3 separate regions of the Mus musculus genome follow, and regions 2 and 3 are each linked to region 1. The links are chromatin contacts, called in public Hi-C and promoter capture Hi-C maps. All regions are on one chromosome and are shown on one strand. The core of a region is the stretch at or near the end of the contact, and the rest is flanking DNA. Distances in the headings are between cores, read along the strand shown. Region 1 holds the start of Ssh2 (slingshot protein phosphatase 2). Region 2 holds the start of Tefm (transcription elongation factor, mitochondrial). Region 3 holds the start of Nf1 (neurofibromin 1).

Region 1 (5,061 bases), core at 1,063-3,562:
GAATCAAATAGGAAGACAATTTAAAGGGAAAGAGAAGCGGCCTGTCAGCCACACTAACAATGCTGATTGTTACTCACACAGCAGTGCCAGGATTTCTCTACACACAGGGCCAAGTATAAACAACTGCAATCATCAGACCAGGGCATATAGAACTATCTGTCATTTAGCTTAATAACTGAGTTTACTACTCAATATTTACTATAGTAAATACTACAGTATTTACATGACCAATCTTAATTGCCTACCTATGCCAAAATGACTATTAACATTCCTCAAGATTCTAAAGTATTCCAAGTTTTGACTAATAAAGCCATGTCAAATAAATATGGCTTTACCAAATATTATTCATTTACTTCAAGACAACTGATATAACAATAGCTTAATAAATGCTACTGTAACATAAAAGGTTTTCAGCAATGCCCAGGGGAAATAGTTTTACAATACTGAGTTCTACTTCAGTATGTTATCTACTAACCCTTGATTGCTTTCACAGCCAAAACTAGGCCTGGTAACCACAAAAATCAAAGGATTTACTATTGGAGTGAGTTACTATGGTCTGAAGATTTTCTATCAATTCTGAAAAATCTACCATAAAGTGGAAAAAATCCACTCATGAAAATGCTACATATTTCTACCCCTCTCATATTTGCCTAGAGCAAACCCTAAAGTGTTTCATCAGTTCTGAAGTACAATTATTCTCAAATCACAGAATCATAAAGCTTTAGAAAGTCCAGCAAGCCCCCCCCCCCATGCAAGGATTCTTTATATCACCTGTCTGGCCAAAGCTCCCCTGGCTTCTGCTTGATACAATGTGTGCTATTTTGCAAAACAGTGCACTTGATTTTTACAAACGTCTTCCCTAAACTAATGGAAATGTGCCTCTTTAAACTTCTACCCACAGATTTCAGTTTTGTATCCTGTACCATCACAAGGTGAATAGAGTAATTTCTTGAATTAGGGTAGTCATACAAAAACACACAAGAAAACTCACAAAGGAAGAAACTACCACAATATGCAACAAAATTTTGAAATTCAGGAAACTATATTGAAATCACAAGGCAACATGCTTTCAAGATATCAAACTCCTATCTCAGTTAACAAATATTAATGACCCAACTTTCTTTCATACAGTGGAAAGTCATGGTGTTCACTGAATGCCTCTTTGCAACTTGACACTACTAAATCTAATGTTAAAACTACAATTCTATATGAAATAGTTCTTCAATTGCTCATATTTTCATCTAGATGCCTGTTTTTTTTTTAAGACCCATTTTACCACACTGGTGCAATGCTAACACATGCTAGCAGGTATTCACAAATATGAAGCCCGAGACTAGAGCTATAAAGGAGTCATGGTGGAGGTGAAGGCATAGAAAAGCCCAGCAGAAAAAAAAATGCTAATTGATGAGTGTTTTCCTTCTGGAAACATGCTTTAGCGACACAGCATTTGAAGTCATGAACCATCCAAGCACAACCCATGAGCAAGAACGATCATGAGCAATGAGTGGAAGGCATAAATGTCTATAAGATGGAAATGAATTGGCACTGGTTATCAAGCAGCACCAGAAGCTTTGGGTTCTCACTGAGAAAGGTAGAAGTCCAAGAAGCAGAGATCACTGCCATCTTTTAAGGGTGGGAAGAAACCAGGGAGTAACTACCACCGAGCAGTCCAATGAAGCCTAAACTGTACGGAGCACAAGAGAGATGCCAGGGACTAGAGAAAGGCACACACAGGGCGAGACGGAAGAAGGATGCGCAGTGCACTGACTGGGTCCCTGAAACGGTGTGCGTAAAGGATATGGGTGTGGGTCGGGGGTAACCTAGGAGCCCACCCTTCCTCTCCCTGCAACAGAGCAACAGAGGGTAAAAGAAGGGGGGAGGGTGAAAAGCAAGAATGACTCATAGCCGAAAGGAAGTGCTCAAGCCATGGGAAGCATGCTACGGGAGATTTCTGAGCCAGCGCTGTGAGGGACTGGGTGCTCCGGGTGATGGAGGTTGGGGAAAAAACAAACAAACAAACAAACAAACAAACAAAAAACCCCAACGTCTGGCAGTCGCTGCTGCTCGCCGGTAAGATGAGGGTGTGGGGGGTTCGCAGCAGCCTGAGTGCCAAGGCCTGGGAAGAGGCGCGGCGCGTGCGCAGTGGCGTTCGGCGGGACCCGCTGAGGCAAAGCGGAGCCGCAGTGACAGAAGCTGGGAGCTGCCGCCTGGAGGGACTCACCGAGGCGCAAGGGCTGGAGGTGGTGCTGGGGGTAGGCGACCGCTGGACCGTGACCAAAGCCATCTAGGTGCTGCTGGGTTGTTCCGGGCAGGGCATTCTCGTCCTGAGTGTGGGGGGCGGGAGGGTGACGGAGCCGGGATGGGGGACGATGGGTGAGGCGTAGGGACGAGGGAAACGGAGAGGGAGATGAAGCCGCGGGAACGGCCTCGGGCTCCGCACCCACCACCGGACTCTCTCGCCTACTGACGCGCCGAACGGGCGGCGGGCGGGCAGGCGGGCGGTTCGGCAGCTGCGGGGCACAATGAGCGCTCCCAGTGCGCAGGCGCCACCTGTCAGCAACCGCCTCTCCCCTCGGCGCGCGCCGCCGCGGCGGCGTAACCCTTAAGTTGCCGGAAGCGGGCGGGCAGGCTGCGTGCGCCGCGCCTCGGGCCGCCGTCCCCTCCCGGGTCAGCTCTCGAGCCCTACTGCTGCCCCTGCGGCTCTGTCTGTCCCCGCTGCGCGGCGTGGGGCGAGCTGGCCAAGGAGCCCTGGAAGGCAGCCAGCCAACCGAGGGTCCTGATCTGGGGGTGGGGGTCGGTGGGAGAGCCGCTAATCCTCACTCCAGAAAGACAACCATTTTATGAGTGGGGCGCGCAACCTTAGAGAAAAACTGAGGCGAAAATCCTGAGGCGAACACGTTTTCTAGTGGAAAAGGGCTCCGCAGGTGCTATAGACGCTTTCTCTGGGCTAGACCCGGGAGACCAGCCCTCCTGCTTGGACCTGGCCCTCAAGAGGGCTCCGTCTTAATGAGCTTCCCCACCCTCCTCATCATAAAGGGCCTCAGGGTTAACGACCAGACTTTTCCTAAGAAAGATTTTTCCCCCCGGTGGTAAACACTGGAAACTTCGTAGTAGCCTCAGGCTTCCTTCCTCTACAACCTGCCTAAAGTCAGTCACTGTACCTGAGATGCTGAGGGAAGGGGCGGGCACAGAGAGCTGGACCCTGAGTTGGAAAGCTCCAACCTGCTATTTTTTTTTTAAAACCTCTCAATTGCTTCCTACTGTGAAGATCTCCACTAAACAAAGATCTTTTGATCATTGAGCTTTTTTTCTTTCCCCCATAAATTTGACTATTTCATAAATGCAAGTGAAAATGTAGAATTAAAATATTTTAAAGGAAGACATTTCTAAATGGTAAACTGCCAACATCAACCAAGCATGTAATGGAAAAATCAAGACTAAAAAGAAAAGGAAAAGTCACGCAGTGCAACCCGTTGATATATTTACACAGAGATAGTTGAGGGGATGAACTGGTAAATACCACCATCCATATCAAAGCTGTAGAAAACACTCACTTATGGACTCCAGTTTCTAAAGCCCACCTCTTTCTGTTTGTCACTCAAACAATCTTGGATCTCATTGCTCCTTTTAAACTGATAGGGCTGTCATAAGCTCTTTCTGGTTGCTGTGTGGTTAAGTGACACAAGAACCCTCTATGCTGAGTCTTTGTTCTCTCCCTGGGGCCCTGTGGTTGAAGTAATTAGCAGGGAGGTTCCATCAAGAGTCACTGAGGGTCCCTGTACTGTGCCAGTCCTCTGTAGAGTGTAGTGCAGAAAAACCAGTTGGTAGGCTTTTGCCCCCTGGTGGTGATCAAGACTGCCTATGAGATGAGAATTGAAGAACTGTGGTTCACAGATGAGAAACAACGTTATCCCCAGAGCTCCAGAGTGAACAGGAAAGAGAAGGCAAGGTTCAGAAGTAAGAACTTTGAACCAAGACTTAAGAGACTAAACAAAAAACTATGTAGAGAGCCAAGATGAGAGCTAAATGTCCCCAAATAAATGTATTTATAAACCGAAAGAGAAGTATTGTCCAAATCAGTAATTCTCAGTATGTTGATTTTCCTACTGATATGTGGTTGACAACTTGGGTTTTCTTCTATATAGTGGCATACTCTAAAGAAATTCATCTGGAAAAGGAGACATTTAAGTCCATTAACCTTACAATGAGACCAAGCACTGCTGTGAGTCAGACCTAGCTTCTAGTTCCAGCTGTGTAAAACCTTATGCAAATGAGTTGAACTTTTTGAGCTGTAGTTCCTTATTCTCTATGATGAAACCCTAACTTACAGGACTTTCATAATCAAATGAGATAATGTATACAAATTAAAAGGTCCTACATGCAGTCAAGATAATTTTCTATTCTCTGAAGTGTATTCTGAGTTCATAAAGGCCTTGTTGAATGTATATTATGTACAGGAAATATCTTCAAGCAAAAGAAAAAAATGAGACATGGTCCATGCTTTTTCTAAACTGTAGGTTAATGGTCAAGATATATATCATCTGTAGTTAAGTATAGAACATTTTTGTTCAGCATGTCTAAGGTGATGAAATTGGGTTATAAAGTACTCAACTTGTACAGTTTGTATCAAGAAGTTGATTTATTATCATATAAAAGAAATGTATCTCAGTGGTATATTAGAAACTGATACTTGAAAATTATTGCTGCATATTATCTACTGAGAGAAAGAGAATGTTAATGTATGTTATATACTAGGTACTCTTTTGTTTTTCATTTGTGCATCTATGCATATGTGGTGGAAATGTGTGTGAGTGTAAAGATGTATGTGCCTGTGGATAAATGTGTAGAGGAAAAAGGTCAATGTCAGGTGTCACTCTGTTTGTTTGTTTGTTTGTTTGTTTGTTTTCCAGAGATGGGGTCTTTTACTGGACCTGGAACTCATCACTTCAGCTACACTGGCTGGCTAATAAGCCTCTGGGATGGCTTGTCTGATGCACCGGGGTTACAGATGTGTGTCAACACTGTCTTTCTTTTTCTTTTTCTTTTTTTTTTTAAACTCTA
Region 2 (5,061 bases), core at 1,120-3,619, 2.9 Mb before region 1:
AGAAGTTCAAGGGTATCCTGGGCAACATCATAAGAGCCTATCTCAAAAACACTTCCTTCTCCCAAAATGAGATTACACAGGACTGGATCTGTGGCCACTCCAACATGGCTGCTGTTCTCATGAGATGTCCGTGTGAATGCCTAGTGACAGCAGAGTGACACATATGTGGAGGAGGTAGTCATCTGAAGGTCAGAGAGAAGCATGCATTTCCTGCAGTCCTCAGAAGGAACCAACCCTCCTGACACTCTGGTCACAGGTGTCTGCACTCCTGAAGTGTGAGGGAATAAATTTCCCATGGTCCATTTCAGCATCTCTGTGGTACTCAATGAAAGAATTCTGTATAAAATTTTGTGTTTTAAAAAATTTTGAGCAGGGTGTGGTGGCGCACGCCTTTAATCCCAACACTTGGGAGGCAGAGGCAGGTGAATTTCTGAGTTCGAGGCCAGCCTGGTCTACAGAGTGAGTTCCAGGACAGCCAGGGCTACACACAGAGAAACCCTGTCTCAAAAAACCTAAAAAGAAAAAAAAATTTGGAAGATTTTAAAATTGTCTTTATTTTTGTTAGATCCTTACATTCTGGAGACATCATTAAGATTCATAGAATTTCCATGAGTTTCCCTAACTAACCCTTTTTTTTTTTTTTTAAGACTAGGTCTTACTATGACAGCCCAGGCTGACCTGGAATTCATGCTTGAGTACAGGAATGTGTTACCACACCAGGCACTCTTTCTCTCTCTCTCTCTCTCTCTCTCTCAAATATTTATTTATTTATTTATTATATGTAAGTACACTGTCGCTGTCTTCAGAGACACACCAGAAGAGGGCATCAGATGCCATTACAGATGGTTGTGAGCCACCATGTGGTTGCTGGGATTTGAACTCAGAACCTCCAGAAGAGCAGTCAGTGCTCTTAACCGCTGAGCCATCTCTCCAGCCCCCAGGCTCTCTTAAGAATAACTTTTATTTTAGACTTATTAATTTGTGTATATGAGTGTTTTGCCTACATGTATGTCTGTGTGCCAAGTCTGTGCCTGGTGCCTGTGGAGGTCAGAAGAGGTTATTGGACATCCCCGGAACCAGAATTATAGATGGTTGTCAGCCACCATGTGGATGTTGTGAACCAAAGCCGGATCCTCCACAAGAGCAACAAGTACTCTGAACGGCTGAGCCTGTGAATAGCTTTTGTTGTTGATGCCTTTTGAGACAGAGTCATTTTTGTAGTCTAGGGTGGCCTCAAACTCATTACATAGCCTAGACTGGACTCAAACTCACAATTCTCCTCATGCTCCTAAGTGTGGGCATTATAGGTTAGCTACGACGTCTAATATAACCACAAACCCATTACTAGACCCTTTTCCACTCTTCTTCCTTAGCCCAGGTTTCATTCCCCACAGTTCACTCTGCCTTGGCAAGAAAATCTGTTGTCATTCCTCCTACGCCCCGCCCAAGTTACCTGGCAACAGCCAGGTAGGCCTGGCTTTGCTCTAAAAGGAACTGCTTGCCCTCTCTGACTCTTTTCTCTCTGACCCCTTTTCCCCTCTCTCCTCTTCTCCCTCCCCGTCCTCTTCAACGTGTACTGGGCCACCAGTTCGTTCGTGTTCTCTCTCTCTCTCTCTCTCTCTCTCTCTCTCTCCCCCCTTTCCCTGCCTCTACTCCCTTCTTAACTCCCCCCCCCCCCAATAAACTCTATGCCATACTGGAGCTGGGTACCTCGGAGAGGAGGGGATGCCTCAGGATGGGCACCTCACCACACCATACCGCGCTCCATAAAACACAACAATTGTTTTATAAAACATATCACAATAACTTTCCGATTCCTCTTTCTTGTCCTCAGGTTCTTCTACAGTCCAGCCTCACATTGGCTGCAAATGACCAATTTTCTTTTTTTCTAGAAAGCCCCTCTAATCTGACTTTGCAACTAAAAAACAAGCAACCTGCCCGACTTTTTCAACTGTTCCACTTCGCATTCCAAGGATCAAATGTGGCTCCAGACTCACCTCCCCCCATCCTTTTCAAACAGTCAAAAGTGCCCAGCGTCAAAGCGACCTCATACATTGGCCTTATCCCGTGCATCTCTCCCAGATACTCCTCCTCTCAACTCCGGACAGGGTTACATGTGTGCATATAGGCTCCCCACTGTCTGCTGTGTGTCTGGGAACCCAGAGGAGACTCGCCCCAAAACAGGATTAAACCTAGTCTACTCCTATGCATCTCGGCGATCCCGAACGGCCACACTTTCTCCAGAGACCATCAGCCATCAATTACTAGGAACTCCGTTGGCATTTCCCTGAGACTGTCGCTTTCGCCGGAACCCTTCTGCCCAGCCCCGGCCGAGCACTTTTTGTTGGAGCACACGAAACCGGAAGTTGAGGAGGAACACAGGCGTGGGAAAGAGCCTGGCGATGGCTTGGAGGACAAACCTTGCTTGCCTCATCAAGGCCGGAGGTAGGGTTCCTGAGCACGAGGTGGATTGCTTTCCAGTCACTAGCCTGTAACCGGGAGTGGTTCTCTTCTGCCCTGTGTCCGGTTGTCCAGCGTGGAGCTGTAGCGGAGCTGAGGGGCGTTCATGTCCCCCAGCCCCGGAGCCCGTCCGCTTTAATGGCCCGGGGTCCACGCGCGTGCGCCCCTTCCCGGGCCGGAGTAGCTCGCTTAGCCTCTGGCTGTGTCGTCTTCCTGTGGCCGCGCTGGGAGGATGACTTTACACTGTCTTATAAAGTTATCCATTGCACAATGTAGACTGCTTGCAAAAATACAGCCTTGTTAGCAATATTGAGAACCATGCAGAACAAAATAAACCGTCCCCACCACTTAGTTAATATCACCAGCCCCCGCTTGCCCCAGTCAGAGCTCCATGTTGCCCAAGCTGGCCTGCAACTCACTATGTAGCTAAATCCTGATCTTCCTGCTTCCATCTCCTAAATGCTAGGATTGCAAGTGAGGAACACCACTCCTGACCAGCTAAAACATTTATTATAAACGTATAAAGTTTAATTTCCTTTAGTTCCATCAGATGATAAACTAGTAAAAAATGGAACTGGAGATCAATCATAAGAGGCGATACAAAAAATCCTCATAATATTATAAATGCCATAAGTAGCAGACATTTGAAATAATTTTAATTAAAATTAAGTGGTTCTAGGTATAGAAACCAAGGCCTTGCCAGAAACTAGGTCCTATCTAACTGGCCCTTAACTTTTTTGATTGTTTTTACTTTAGCAAACAGTCTCATTGCCTGGAACACTGTACTAGACCAGTCTGGCCATGAACTCTCAGAGGTCTGCCTGGTTTTGCCTCCCAAATGCTGGTTTTGTTTGTTTGTTTGGTTTTTTTGAATCAGGGTTTCTCTGAGTAGCCCTGGCTGTCCTGGAACTCACTTTGTAGACCAGACTGGCCTTGAACTAAGAAATCGACCTGTCTTTGCCTCCCAAGTGCTGGGATTAAAGGCACGTGCCACCACTGCCTGGCTCAAATGCTGGTATTAAAGGTGGACTCTACTTATCCCGAGAAGACTACAATTTCTTTATTTTAATTAATTAAATTTTTGGAGATGAGGTCTCAGGTAGTCCAGACTGTCATAAAACTCTTGGAATCTGAATCTTGTATGGACTGCCCCTCAGGTGCTGAGGTTGTACATACGGAGTTACAGTGCCAGGCAACTACAGCTTCTTCCTTGAGACAGCGCCTCTGTGTAGTACTGGCTATCCTGGTGCAGCTGAATTACTATGAAGTCAAGGCCATCCTGGTCTTCATACTGAATTTGAGTATGAAGACTATCCAGTGACATCCTGTCTCAAAAAAGAAAACAACAACAAAAACCCCACAAACAAACCCAACCCTACCAATGATCAAAACCAACCAACCAACCAACCAAAAACCAAACAAACCCTCAAAGATAGATAACTGTAATTATTGTAAAACTACTCTTTATGTTTTGTTTGTTTTTCAATACAGAGTTTCACTGTGCAGTCCTGGTTGTCCCGAACTTCCTCTGTAGACCAGGCTGCCCTTGAACTCAGAGATCCTCCTGCTTCTGCCTCCCCAGTGCTGGGATTAAAGGTGTGCACAACTACAACCAGCTCTACACTCCTCTTAAAGACAATTCTCTGTGATAATATGGTCTGTGTGCAAGTCTGTATAACTGCACAAGCTTGGGTATTAACTGTCAAGGAGAACATTATAAGTCAAGTTTCCCTTTTAGGGAGGAGATGGTTTCCAGTCCCAGAGTACTCATCCCTGCCTCCAGTCCTAAATAACACCTGCTCTGTGAGGAAATCCACTGCACCTGAGAAACGTGTTGCCAGTGTTGCTGCTTGTGATACAGATGGAAAGGAGCCCGGGAATCCATTGGACAGGCTCTTCTCCCTGGAGCAGCAGGCTTCTATCTTACAAGTGCTGAATACAGCTTCTGATAAAGAACTGGAAGCTTTCAGGTTGCTTCGAGGAAGGAAGTCCGTCAATATTGTAGAACACAGAAAGAAGTTTGGGCCGTTTCAGAGGTTGGAGAATTTGATAGACGTGCCCTTGATCCAATATAAAACTGCTGTTGAAGTTTGTAACTCCATTCTCTGTCCGGAGAACAGACGGAGGAAAAAGTCACAGGAGAAGTGGCTGCTGAGAAAGTTCATCAAGCCAGGTGTAGAGCAAGAGAGACTTAAGGTACAGTCTCCCCTGACCACCACCCTTTGGGAACTTACTCTGGAAAGCAAAGCACCGTTCCCAGTGGTGGGTGAGAGACGAGGTTTTTGTTTTATTTCTAAGTGTGTGTGTGTGTGCGCGCTCGCGCACGTGCTCTCTTTTCTGTCTCTCTCTCTCTCCTAATCAAGAAAACTTTCAAGAGTCAGTTCTTTCTTTGTGCTGTGTGGGTTTTTGGTGGGCTTGGTTGCAAGTGCTCTAACCCTCTGATTCATCTCACCGACCCAAAATAAGATCCTTTAGAAGTCTAGATATACTCATATTACTGGGTGATTGTTGCACAAAATAAAAGGTACTGATAATTGCCAGGTGACCAGAGGGAATCCTTGTAAGGAAGGACTTGGGGAAAGTTTGCTCAACTTGGAAGAG
Region 3 (5,061 bases), core at 1,385-3,884, 2.1 Mb before region 1:
CGGGCAACACATAGCTGCCTTTAACTCCAGATCCAAGTGATCTGGCACTTTTCAGGTTGCCACAGTGTGTGACTTCGTGAGAGTGTGTGTGTGTGTGTGTGTGTGTGTGTGTGTGTGTGAGTGTGTGTGACAGTATGAAAGTGTGTGTGTGAGGGGTGTGAGAGAGTATATGTGTGCATGTGTGCACATAAATAAAAATATAGCCTTTTTTTAGAAATCAAGGTAAATGGTAAAGTGAGTGGTTCCCAGCCCTCCCCTAAGATGCTGCTCTCTGTGAGTTCAGTCCTGGTTTGTCTCCAGCAGATTCCCAAGCCCCCTGATGCTCAACCCTTTAGTACAGCTCATCATGTTGTGGTGACCCCCAACCATAAAATTATTTCATTACTACTTCATAATTTTGCTACTGCTATGAATCATAATGGAAATATCTTGTGTTTTACAATCATCTTAGGTGGCACCTGTAAAAGGGTCTGTCAATCCCAAAAGGGTCTCGACCCACAGGCTGAGAGCCACTGGTCTAGGCACATTTTAAATCTGTTTTTAAATGTATTTAATTTTATGTGTATGAGTGTTTTGTTTGCATTTATGTGCACCACATGCTTGCCTGGTGCCACAATTCAGAAAAGAGCATTAGATCCCTTGGGACTGGAGTTACAGACAATTGTGAACTACACTGTGAACACTGTGTGAATGCTGGAAATCAAACCCAGGTCCTCTGCCCGAGCAACAAGTGCTTTTAACTGCTAAACCCACCTCTTTAGCCCCTTAAATCCCTTTTTTTTTTAAGTTCTACACAGCAATTCTTTTCTATCAAGTTTAGAATCTAACATTCTACTTAATGTTCTACTGAAATCTAATGCTCTATAACTGGACCAATTTACACAGTAATATTTACTTCTTCAGGCGGGTTACAACAACAGTTTGTTTTGATGCCTTTTGGTCTGGAAACCAAATGAATGAAGTCTCTGATAGCTACAAAATTTTATCTATGTAGGTTTGTTTTTTTTGGGGGGGGGGTGTTGAGACAGAATCTCCCTTAGTAACCTTGACATCCTGGCATGTAGTCTGTAGACCAGGCTGGCCTCCAACACACAGAGATCTACCTGCCTCTGACCTCCTGTGTGCTGGGACAAAAGTCATATAACCACCACATTCAGCTCTGTGTAGGTTTCCCAGTGTCCTCTGGGTAGACTTCCTCTGTCGGATAGGTCAAAAGATTGAGTCCTATAAAAAAATGTCTGCTGGTCAAATTAAAGAAGAAACCCTTCCCCTACCTGTCAGCTCCCATAATCAGTTTTGTGATTAAACCCAATAAACAAAAGAGATTGGTTCAATTCTAAACAATTCTCTCATTAGAGGACACCCCCTGGCAGAACTGCAACAAAAAGCAACCATCCTTTAAACCAGCCCCAGCTATCTGTAGATAGCATCAAATTAAACTAGTTCTCATGGACAAAAGGCTATGTGTGGGTTGTCTACTCATCAGCCTTAGAATTTTATGTGTGGAAAACTCAGCGAATAAAAAGCAACCTTCCTAAACTACAAAACTTTTCCCTCCATCCCAAGTAGTCTCAATGAGGGTTCAAAGAGTCAAAAACAAGTCAAACAACAACAAACCATGGTCACAATTATTGGCCCTAGGACCACATCCTAGCTGTCTGTCTCTGCTGTCTAGTCTGTAGCTAGATTTTCCCTTTGCTTTCACCCTTCTCCCCTTACTCTTGGAGTCTCACTTAGGAAAGCCAAGATTCATTCTGGGGCTGCTGGCAAGCAGGGACTGGAGAGGGGGGTGTGATCATCAAGCAAGGAAGGGGGAGGGGAGTCATTTCAGAACTACGGTTTCCCCTGCAAACGCAAAAGGCAACCTTGTGTCATCCGGCTATCAAGGATGCTGGTGTGAACATCATCCAGGCAAGCTGACGCCCCGAGCAGAAAAGTAAGAAAACCTGTGCTTTCCCTACTCCTGCCCCCAAGGGGCAGCTACAGAAAATGGGGGTGGGGCAGGATATTATCTTGCTCCTACTGGGGATGCATACACAGACTGGGGGTTCCTTCGGTTATCCCCAGTTACGAGGATGGGGGGGAGGGGGTTAAGGGAAGAGGGAACCCCTATCTACCTCCTTCTAAAAGGGGAGAGTTAAGAGAGAACCATTAAATCCAGATGGAGTGGCCCTGAAAGCGCCCCCAGGTCACTCATCCCCGCACCAAGAGCAAGCGGAAGGGCTGGGATAAAGGGGATGGAGGGCTGGTCACGGGCAAGGCCCCACCCCCCCGGTTTAGGAGGGAAGGAGAGCCCCGGCTCACAGCCGAATCCCCGGGCAGTCCCCTAGCGTCGCCCCCCCACCCCAGCCCTTCCTCGGTCTGCGGAGCCCCCGGCAGCCCGAGAGGCAGCCGCTCCTTCCTCCCCTCACCCACCGCGTCCCCACCCCCACCCGCTCCCACCTCCTGCCCGCCGCGGCCCGTTACCTGCTCGTCGAAGCGGCTGACCACGGCCTGGACCCATTCCACCGGCCTGTGTGCGGCCATGTCCTCCCGGCGACCCGGGGGCGGTGGAGGGCCGGCGTCCGGGGCCCGCCTGAGGGCGGGCGGGCGGCCGGCGCGGAGGTGAGGGCAGCGGCGAGCCGAGCGGCTGAGGAGTGCGGGCAGCTAGCGTTCCCACGGGGGTGGGGACGGGGGCCCGCGCGGCCCGCCGGGAGGGGGACAGGGGAAGGGGGCGTTGGCGAGGAGACTGGGGGAGGGGTGGGGAGGGGAGCCCGGGGAGGGGAGGGCGCCTGTGGGTGGCTCTCCCCACTAGCGCCGTCTCCCCTCAGCCATCACAGTCCGAGACGCCGCCATGACACCCCACCGGAAGTGGGATCCTTTCCACGGCTCGGGGAGAGGGAGAGCGAGCGAGCTTGAGATTGAGAGCGCGGCTGGGAAAGGGGAGGGGGAAGCGAGAGGGAAGGGGCCTGCTGCGCATGCGCCCGCGGCCGGCCGGTTTCATTAATGAAAAAGCGAGTCCTCCTGGAGGTGACGTCACCTAACTCCTCCGGGCCCGGAGGCGCGCGTCCCTCGCTGCCGCGGGTCTCCCCACCTAAACTGGCGCGGGGCTCTGGCCAGAGAATCTGAGCCGACTCCGGTGCGTAGGCTGTCATTGCCACCGCCGCCTCGAACAGCCCTTCCCCCGCTGGCCTCCGGGCTTGGATCGCTCCCGGGGTTAGAAGTTAGGGTGTCCTGAGGCTAGGCTTTCTCTCCGACCGCTGATCTCTGTCGCTGATCTGTCCCGGAGGCTGGAGTCAGTCTCTCTCCGCTTTCTTCACTTAAAAATGTAAGGCACACACCGCCACGCAGTCGATGGGGCTTCTGAAGGCTGCTGAAAACGGGTAAAAAGAAGGCCAAGAGAGATTCCGTGATTTTTTTCTTTTTAATGTCGCTTAAATTCCAAAGCAAGGCCCAGTGGTGATCCAAGTTGGAGACTAGAATTCCCCAATCCGAAATTCCTCAACTAAACTGACGGACAACCAAGTTAATAAAACTTTTTGCACGGATGATAATTCAGATTGAAGACTAGTTCACCATACTGTAAAGACCTTTAAAAGGCCTAACATTTATGCATTTCAGCCTTTCGAACAAACCTTTCCAGTAGGACTCAGTAGCCTGACCTATCTGATGAACAGAGCACTGGAGGTTCCAGGATACATGCCCAAGGGCTGATAAGTACCAAAATGGTTTGACTCTAAGAACAAATCGAGAAGGATGGCTCTCCAGAAACAAGGGCCTTCCCAATGCCCAGAACCAGAGTTTGAAGGACTTGTGTGGAATTGGCTGTGCACACTTACAAAAGAGGATAAACCCAAAAGATAGTTTGCTCGGGGCTAGCCTGTTCTACTTGGGGATTTCCAGGCCAAGCAGAGCTACAGGGTGAAGCTCTCTACTCATCGGATGGGGAGGGAAAGGCGCTCTGACACTGGACTTTGAAATGAGTTTTCTTCAATGCACTTGAATTAAGTCAGTGTTAAAATGTGTTTAGAAGCAGGATGTGGAGATGCTCGCTTTCATTAGAGGCAAGCAAATCCTCCTGAGTCAACCACTGCTCCATAGTGTGGCCTTGTCTCAAAAACAAAAGTGTGGACGCGCACTCAGACAACAGCCTGCAGCCATCAACCATTAGCCACATAGGAAGATACCAACTGGGTGATAAGATGAAACAAAACCACAATTTTCATTTCACCACAGAAAATCCACAGAGCTAGTAGCCCACGGACAAAGTGGTATAGCTGTAAAAGAAGTCTCAAGTCTAGGTAGGTTAGTGATCTTCCAAGATGCAAATTAAGTTAATGTTTCATTCCACTGAAACAAAAGGACAGAGATTGGCTGTTTCTACGATCCCTTCTTGAAAGCTGCAACATGGATACTGGTTTCTTTAGATGACGTCAGCGGTGATGGGAGTGCTGAAGAGAAATGAGAGAAGATTAAAGGGCCTTTGGTGCTTTCTGCATCCAGGACCCTGGAAAAAGTCCTTACTCACAGCACATCGCCCCAAATAGCATCCCAACGTGTCTACTTCACTGCTAAACAGCTAGAACCACTACCTCCCTTTCCCTTTCTCACACCGGCTCTGAAACCCCTGATTAGCTCCTCTTTGCCCTGGCATTCCATCTTTATCTTTGAAACTTAGATGTGGCTGAGCCCTGCCCCCCCCCACACACACACACACCATCACCATTCCATTACTAAATAGCCTCTGTCTCATTCCTCCCCTTGACTGGCTCCTTCCTGGTTGTCTCTCTAACCTTCACTGCTGGCTTCTTGCTCTCCTTTCTTTGCTCAGGCTCCAGCCACTGGAGCATTAATTCATCTGACTGTGCGCCTGTGTACAAAGTCCTATTTTTTCCCCCTTCACCCCAAGCCTCTCATTGCCAATGGAGGTTCTAGCCTTCACCCAGCCTCCTCTCTAATGAACTCAGTCAGTTCTTGTAAACCAATATTAAGTATCCATCAGCCCATTCCACACCGTAAACTTTGCTAAGCCATGCATAGTGGTGTGACAGGGAGTCTAAACCAAGTCATCATGGAAAGGAA

What was found. Promoter capture Hi-C pulls out the DNA fragments that hold promoters and counts their contacts. A called contact is a pair of places that touch in the nucleus more often than the background predicts.
Region 2: a contact with region 1 is called in a Hi-C map of B cells, with 5 read pairs. The contact joins the promoter of Tefm here to the promoter of Ssh2 in region 1. A contact is called at or near these places in 1 of 39 promoter capture datasets (liver) and 1 of 484 Hi-C or Micro-C datasets (B cells).
Region 3: a promoter capture Hi-C map of liver shows a contact between it and region 1, with 4 times the contacts expected there. The contact joins the promoter of Nf1 here to the promoter of Ssh2 in region 1. A contact is called at or near these places in 2 of 39 promoter capture datasets (liver and pre-B cells).

The regions. Positions count from the first base shown.
Region 1 is chr11:77,213,676-77,218,736 of GRCm38.p6, reverse strand. Ssh2 (slingshot protein phosphatase 2) reads right to left here and starts at 2,312. Exons shown (of 15, transcript NM_177710.4): 1 at 2,222-2,312. The coding sequence starts at 2,284. It also overlaps a transcript of Efcab5 not described here.
Region 2 is chr11:80,139,461-80,144,521 of GRCm38.p6, reverse strand. Tefm (transcription elongation factor, mitochondrial) reads left to right here and starts at 2,369. Exons shown (of 4, transcript NM_183275.2): 1 at 2,369-2,445; 2 at 4,199-4,656. The coding sequence starts at 2,403.
Region 3 is chr11:79,337,465-79,342,525 of GRCm38.p6, reverse strand. Nf1 (neurofibromin 1) reads right to left here and starts at 2,634. Exons shown (of 58, transcript NM_010897.2): 1 at 2,467-2,634. The coding sequence starts at 2,526.